Linked DNA regions of Zea mays: region 1 is linked to region 2. A link is a contact called in public Hi-C data. All regions are on one chromosome and are shown on one strand. The core of a region is the stretch at or near the end of the contact, and the rest is flanking DNA. Distances in the headings are between cores, read along the strand shown.

Region 1 (3,911 bases), core at 1,279-3,778, 48 kb before region 2:
TTGCGCGTGGAGAAGGCCCGCGGCTCTCTACGGAGTTACTCGACCGAGGTGCTTGGCCCTCGCGTGGGCTTCCCTTTGCGTAGGGGCACCAACGAGGATTAGTCGGGACCTTGCGCGGTTCCGGATACCTCGGTAAAAATACCGGCGTCATCCACGAGAGTTTGCTTCTCTACTTAGCTCTTTACATTCCGCATTTATATTAAGCATTTAAGTTTCAATCTTGTTGTCATACTTATTTAGTGTAGATTGAAACTTAGCCTTTGCGGTAGAGATAGCAACACTTAGACAAAACCTAGTTTGCACATTCTAGTTTTGATTCTTGCATAGGTTTTGCTCTAGGGATTTAATTGTGGCCAAGTTTAGTAAAAGTTTTAGAAGTCCTAATTCACCCCCCCCCCCTCTTAGGCGTCACCCGTTTCCCTACAGATAGCCTACCTTGGTTTGAGGCCTTGGGAGTCCAGGTGTGTTCCCAAGACAACAAGATCATCTTGGTTACGTCTAGGCGCTAAGGCATGTTATAAACTGTGACTAGCAGTTAACCCATATAGGTATATTTTTCTAAGATGTTCTGTATGACAATTTTTTTGTTTCACAAAGTCACTTAGAACATATTAAGGTGTAAACACCAACCTACCTTACAGTAAGGAAAGATATGCATCTGAAATGAGCCTTATTAAGGGTCTTTCTTCTCAGTCTGTCACTAGCTTGTTTTACCATTCTAATTCACGGGATCTCCGATCACATAGAATAGATTACCACTATGATAAACCTTAGGTGGGTCTCAGGCCCATTTCACTTGATGCACTATCTATCACACTATGTGATAGCCCCTTACAAAAAATGTTATCTCATCCTAGGTACATCCTAGAGGCCTTAATAGTGGCCTAAGGATGCCCGAGGCTTGATAATTCTAGACCACTAAAACACTTGAAAACAGTGAGCTATAGCTCATGACACATTGTGAAAACATGAAAAATCTATCCATGAGCATTGAATGTCAAAAATCTACACTAGAGAGTTGGACCAAGAAAAATGACAAGTTGTTTGCCTAGATTGACATGTTTGACATGCCAGAACAAAAAACATATGAATCACAAAACCAAAACATAAAAAATACACCCCTAGTATTTGAGCTCCTTGTGGTGTTGTAAATCCAAAGAACTTATTGTTTGCGAGTTGAAACTGGCTATAAATTTGTTGTCTCATATCCTAAGTACGTCTAAACCTTCATAGTGATTTAAGAATGTTCAGGACCCAAAAGTTCTAGGCCCCCCTAAAACACCTGAAGCCAGTAAGCTATAGCTCACAGAAATGGTGAAAACATGAAAATCGGTTTGAGAGCATCAAATATCAAATATCTACACTAGAAAGCAGACCCAAAAAACTCGTTGTTGCATAGCTGCACCAAAATTGGTTGCAATCTCATCGACATGTGAGTCTCACTTGTCCAAAACCACTCTAGGCCCTGAATGTGGGGCCTGCACATCACGCTCATGCTTCTGGATTTGATATTTGACACCTAATTCATATATCTTTCAAGATTTGACATCCCTATCACAATGATATGTGGGGTCATTCAGTTATTGACATGTAACCTAGGGTATCAAATCTGGAAGGCATGTGAATTGGGTGTCAAATATTAAAATTGGGAAAAGTCTAAATTACTACTCTCACTTATGGATAATGTTCATGTAACCTCTAAAGTATTTTTAGTTCATTTTATCTATCCTTTCCTTTTTAGATGGTTCAATTTACCCCTTAACAATTTTTTATTTCTTTATGTACAAACTGAGTTTTTAGTTCAAATTTTGTTGGCATAGCTAATAGCATAATTTAGCCTTAAAATATATTATAATTTTTTATAATTATTTTGATAGATTAGATATCGGATAATAATTTTAATGATATAGAACTAAATATAAAATAATGATGAAAAATTGTTAGAATATTTTCTAACATAAATTACGATGTCCTTAGTCACCTTAAAAATATGAACATAAAATTCAACTTGTATCTATGAACATAAAATTCAACTTGTATCTAGACAAACAAAAAAGACAAATCTCTTCCTAATAAAATTTGACTTTTTCGTTTTTTTCATTTACAAGTTGAATTTGAAGTTCATATCTTCTAAGGTTATTGAGGTTATCACAATTTGATATTTAGTTTTGTACTATTAAAATTATCTTAGTTGATTTCTAACCTATCAAAATAATTTTAAGTTATATTATTATATAGATTTACATGTTACTTTTCTAATATACAATTTATAGTACATTTTTCTATTTGATTCTCTATAACGTAAATTTAATGTATAATTATCTTAATCAAATGATTTAAAATAATATATAAATATATTACATAGATAAATATATTAATTTAATTAATTTTATCTAAATTATAATTATTAGAATGAAATTCGATTTCAACAAAACAAACTGACCGTAGTGGTTTTATAAACATCGTGGAAGGGAGTAATTTGCTTCGTCCAAAAAAAAAAAATCTCCAACTCGTCACTTCGCTTCCCCACTTCTCCATTCCATTGCGGTTCTGCGAGCCCCTACCTCCCTGTGGTGCTTGGCCATGGCGGACTACCACTTCGTGTATAAGGACGTGGAGGGGGCGAGCACAGAGTGGGACGACATCCAGCGCCGCCTCGGGAACTTGCCCCCGAAGCCGGAGCCCTTCAAGCCGCCGCCCTTCGCCCCGAAGGTTGACGCCGACGAGCAGCCCAAGTCCAAGGAATGGCTTGACGTGCGCGAGCCCGAAGAGCTCGAGGAACTAGAGGACGATCTGGATGACGACCGCTTCCTCGAGAAGTACAGGTAGCCCTTCTCCACAGGCTCGATCCGGTCTGCGGTCTGATTGCTGATCCGTTATGCTGTCTTTTCCCCGTCCGTTATTGGATGCATCTTAGGAAGCTCAAGTGCCTACCGCGTTTGATTGATCTGACCTGACTAGAGTGGCTGATTGGTATAATTCGTGTTCTCCTGATAGTAATCCGATATCTTTTTATGGTTGATCCGGATTCCTCGCAGTAGTTCCGGGCTTTGGATTACTCAATGCGTTTTGCGATTTTTTTGGTACAGCTGCGAATTGATTGTGACGATTTGATGTAATTCGATGCCCCTGCAGGAAGATGAGGCTCGCAGAGCTGAGGGAAGCCGCAAAAGCCGCGCGATTTGGTACTATACTTCCCATCACTGGCTCCGACTTCGTGCGGGAGGTATCGCAGGCACAATCAGATGTTTGGGTTGTGGTCTTCCTCTACAAGGATGGGTAACTCTTCATTCAGTTCACTGCATCCTGTTATATCCATGATTATGCATGGGAGAACAATTATATCATTTATTTTGTATGAATCGACCAAACAGCTATGGGACCAGACTGAACTAAATTCAGACTTTTAGTGCACTTTATTTAGTTGTGTTGGAATTTGTTATAGATGCTTTCTTAGGCAAGCATTATCATAGGAAGAAAGGGGGCCAGCGCAGCTAGGATTTGGGCCCAGGTGCGCAGCTAGAAGATAAGGGTCGGGAGACTTTTTAGCTGTTCAGTTAAAGAGATAGATTAGATCTCCTATTTTATAGCAGATAATTGTTATCCTGTTGGGTGGTACGGCAGTCCTAGTCTATAAGGGAATTTGTCTTATTAGTTTGTATTAGGTATTGAAGGAATAAAGATCTCCAGGCTGGGAGATTACCTTCGGTCATCCTGGCTGATCATCACAGCCAGGCCGGCGACAGTGATCGCCCTCCTCCCTACGCCTTGCGATCGCTCTCCTGTTCCTCTCATCCACTTGTCTCTCCCCTGCGTACTCCTAAGAGAAGAAGTAGACTACATCAGATTTCTATAGAAAGTTGCCTGAAAAGACTAGGTGACTATGAAATTTTGACTATGGTTGCCTGGAT
Region 2 (4,359 bases), core at 1,194-3,693:
TCCTTCAGCAGACAGATTTCAGCAAGCATAACCCTAGCTTCTATTACTTCGAAGGCAGTAGGAGACTCAATCTAACTCGGAGTGCGCACATCTGGCTGTCTCCCTGATCGAGGGGGAGGGACTTGCCATGGTTTTCCACAATAAACCACTCAAGGCGCCACCCTTTAATGCTGTCCTTAATTGGAATATCAAGGTATTCCGTTTTCCACCCGCGGCACATCTCCAGACTTGCACCACCCACGAGCTGGTGCTGCCCCCTAGTCATCCCAAGCCAACAGTGATACAAGTACTTCCATAAACCGAAGTGGGGAAGAATTCCGAGGTAGGCCTCACACAGATGAACAAAGATAGAAATTTGTAAAATGGAATTGGGATTCAGATGAGTCAGGTTTAGATTGTAAAAGTCAAGGAGACCGTGGAAGAAGGGAGAAATGGGAAGAGCAAGGCCGCAGATAAGAAAATGGACGTAGACAACGGACTCGTGGGTATCTTTTGTTGGGACAGTGACCCCACGGCAAATCCGCCAAGAACAAAGCTCCTTCAGAGGAAGAACTCCAACATCGACAAGGCGGAGGAGATCCGATTCTGAGACAACAGACATATGGTTACCTGCGAAGGGCAACTGGCTGTTAGGGTCGATGGGAGGAATGACCACCGCAGCAGAATTCTAGTTCTTCCGCTTGGGCGCCATCGCAATCTCGTCGGCGGATTGAACGGAAGTGAAATCAGAGGGAAACAGAGGAATGTTTTGAGGCAGAAAGGTGAAGTTAGGGTTCAGAACGCAGAGACGTGCGACGACGTGATATAAATGGGGTTTTCCCGGGTTGGGCACCATTTCTAAAAAGTGCTAAGTCATCACTCGGGAAAACAAGATTTCCTGGCATAACTCGACAGTTACCTCTAAAGCGCCGACGTGGCCCATCATAACTCGGTTGTTACCTCTAAAGCACCAACGTGGCCCATCATAACTCGGCTGTTACCTGTAAAACACCGACATGGCCCAACATAACTCGGTCGTTACCTCTAAAATGCCGACATAGCCCAGAGTAACTCGGTTGTTGCCTCTAATACGCCGACGTCACCAAGCACCACTCGGCTATTACCTCTAAAACGCCAGCGTGGCCTAGCGTAACTCGGCTGTTACTTCTAAAACGCCGACATGATCTAGCATAACTCGGCTGTTACCTCTAAAATGCCGGCATGGTCCAGAGTAGCCTGGCAGTTACTTCTAAAAGACGCCGGCAATGCCTTCCATAACTCAGCTGTTTTCTCTATGTAAATACCGGCAGAACCAAATTCGACTCAGCAATTACCAATCGTTACTCGGGTGTTATCTCTAAGAACAACGGCAGCGCTGGGCATGAATATAAGCTATCGATTGACTATAAAAGAACAATGGAAAAGCGAAAGAGATGCTCAGAACAAGCTGAAATTTTCTTCAATATATAAAGAAGGGAAGTTCTTCCACAAACTCAAAGACCAACTCATTATGAGCCAGCCTTCCTTCCCTTTTTCGCTATATTACACAACTACATCACTACACTACTTACACTACTCTATACTACTAACTACTACTACATTATTCCACTATTACTAATACTACTTCTACTACTAGTTATCTATTGTAACACCCCAAGTGTTACTATACGCGTAACAGCGAGTACGGACTTAAGCACGGGATATCGATGAGGATATTAATCTCAATATCGTGATCATTTTCGCCTATCACGATTTTAATATCGCATTTGTCTCTGTCTATCTAGACTCTTCCTAAAGTTTTCGCGAAGTTCGGAATGTAATTGTTCTGAAAATTGGCGAGTCTGGTAATTATTTAAAATTCATAGATCGCGCAAAGACGAATTTAAAAATTTAGTTCAGCCCTCTGAGTTCATCTCAATTAAATTAATTAGGACTCGACGACAAAAGTATTAATGCAAAATTAAATTGGACCGAGATGATTAGAGCCGAAATCGAATAATTTTTAATCAATTTGGTTTCAACTGAAACCAACCACAGAATAAAATATTGAAGGCAATGTCGTTTAGTATAGTCTATGAACACCTCACCTGAACCAATTTCTAGGACATATATTTATCCATATGTTTTTATTAAAAAAAGAGAAGAAAAATTCTATTTTTCTATACATTTGTTCTTTTTCTCTTTTATCCAAACACAATTGTTACGTGGCAAATCTATGGCTCGACATTATTCTATCCTATCAAATGTTGTAGCCTGAGATGGATGCATGGTTGTCGGCATGCACCTCATTCCTTATCTTGAATTCACTTTTCTTTGCAAAATTCTCTCTCTACTAATATTTCTGCCGCTGCCCTGGACTGATCTCTATGGCGCACATATTTTTTGCCACTGTCCTGATCTTTTCTCGCCGCGCTGGTACAGTCAGCCTTATCCCATCGCTTGATATATTTTTGAGACAGCAAACGCACAGAGCTTTCACCAGCCTGTCTTCTACTTCGTCGCTCCCTGGTGGCTGGAGCACGCCATGGAGGCTGGCCGTCGCTACCCTTCTCTGGTGCTTGCTCGGCATCTTCCCCATCTCCTTCCTCACCATCTCCCATGGCGCCCGGCCCAGCTCGGACTCCGCCCTACTCTCAGCGCTCGGTCGTTCTCTGCTCCCCTCGGCAGCAGCCACCAACTCCTCGTGAGGAACTTGCTGCCCGACCCCAAGCTGTAGCTCACCTTCTCGCGCTCAGATCCCTGGTGTGGATCTCCTCGCCGGAAGCTCTTGGGCCGGCCATGGGTGCCCAGCCGACCAACGCCGACTAGCACTCGCGTCGGTTCTCCATGTTCTCGCCGGGGAGGCTCAGCCATCGCGCCCTCAAGCTCGTCCTAGCCGGCGTCCTCCTCTACCATGGATCTCCCCTGCGTGCTGGACTTTCCTCCGCTCCTCCATCCATGGCGCTCGGCTGTTCCAAATCCCTCCCCTATTCGCTCATAGAAGCCGCGCGCCACCTCTCTGCTCGGCCGCATCTCCCTGTGCTCGAGCTCGTCGGCTTCTCCTCCACGCGCTCCAGCCCTTGCTCCTCGTTCCTCCCGGCTGCGCGCGTCAACTTCCTACGCGCTGAGCTCTCTTGCACGCCTCTACACTCGCCCAAGTCGCCACCGTTCTCCCTGCTCGCACGTGCAGCCGCGCCCCAGCTGCTCGCCGTCGCCTGTGCACTTTTTCTTCCGAACAGTAGCCCCTTTTTCTTCCGAACAGCAGCCCCGGATCTGCGCAGCTCTGACCTTGTTGTCCACCTCACTCGCTATCGATGTCGTGGCTGCACCTCGTGTTCGACAAAAGCCCAGCGTGATGGACATGCTTACGCGATTCGAGTCGATTCCAACAGTCCGTATACAAGAGAGCGACATGTATGTGTTCACGATTTAGAGTGCCACAAGTCCCCTCATTCTTCGTCGTCGATCCAAGCCGTTTCCCCAACGTGCCCGTCGACCCCAACGATCTATCTTTCAACTGCACGCTACTTGCGTCGGGATCCGAAGCTCTCTGTCGTGCTCGACCTTACAAGTCTCAAACTCGTCGACATCCCTTGCGTCGTCGAAAAATCATGAGAGTTTGGATAAAGCAACAAGTCCTGCGTGGTGCTCACCATGTGCTCGACGTAATGGCAGAATCAGAAATCATAGCCGTGCTCGTGGCCTTCAAGACGGATCAAATTATTGGTGAGCTATCATCGCTCTCGCTTTTTGTTTTAATATTTCTCGTCAGTTTGGTATACTTGCGCTGTTAAACGTGGGCCAGTGACGTGCACGTAAATCGCAGTAGTGAATTAGTGCTAGAATAAAATTTGATCGGGTAGAATAGTGAAGTCTAGTATGTTGCTCGTCACGTATTCGGTAAAATGCTAGAACCGGAAAGTGGCATCAACCTTGTGGTTTCAAGGTAGATTTAATTTCGGTAAGCTACTTCGTTGTTCCTGTTAATTGTTTAATTAGGTAGATCATTCAACTCAAGCTATGGAACCATGGTGCTTGTTTGTTTGGGGTTTGTGTGGATATTCTTGTTTAAGCCTTGTCTATGCTTTGTGTTCGCTTTTGCATGTGATGCCAGAATTGTGCTGTTAGCGGGGTCGCTCTCTATGTTGTAGTCGGCTAAGTATTTTAGAGGAATATTGATGCCACCCAATTTTCGGGAAGCTAGTAACACCGCTAGATCGAGTGGTGTGATGTCCTATTTAATTAGTGTGGGTTAAATAATTTATTCTTGCTTGATTTCGAAATTAGATCCGATTAGAAAGCAGGAACATGAGCGTTGCTCTTAGTGTGTATGGTTTGTTGTTTCGTGATGTTTGCGTTAGATTCGGTTAATCTTGAGAAGCGTGATTATTGTGCTTGGTT

Evidence for each region. A called contact is a pair of places that touch in the nucleus more often than the background predicts.
Region 1: a contact with region 2 is called in a Hi-C map of endosperm, with 2.4 times the contacts expected there. The contact joins the promoter of LOC100193506 here to the enhancer-like site in region 2. A contact is called at or near these places in 4 of 25 Hi-C or Micro-C datasets (bundle sheath, endosperm and leaf).

The regions. Positions count from the first base shown.
Region 1 is chr6:75,889,794-75,893,704 of Zm-B73-REFERENCE-NAM-5.0, reverse strand. LOC100193506 (phosducin-like protein 3) reads left to right here and starts at 2,528. Exons shown (of 4, transcript NM_001138619.3): 1 at 2,528-2,825; 2 at 3,136-3,279. The coding sequence starts at 2,584.
Region 2 is chr6:75,841,170-75,845,528 of Zm-B73-REFERENCE-NAM-5.0, reverse strand. No RefSeq gene overlaps it. Among protein-coding and RNA genes, the nearest start is that of LOC103629437, 42 kb to the right of the region's middle. Within about 2 kb of position 2,443, at least 18 of the 20 cell types and tissues checked have an H3K27ac peak or open chromatin away from gene starts, as enhancers often do. A contact at or near this core is called in bundle sheath, endosperm and leaf, where this site is marked.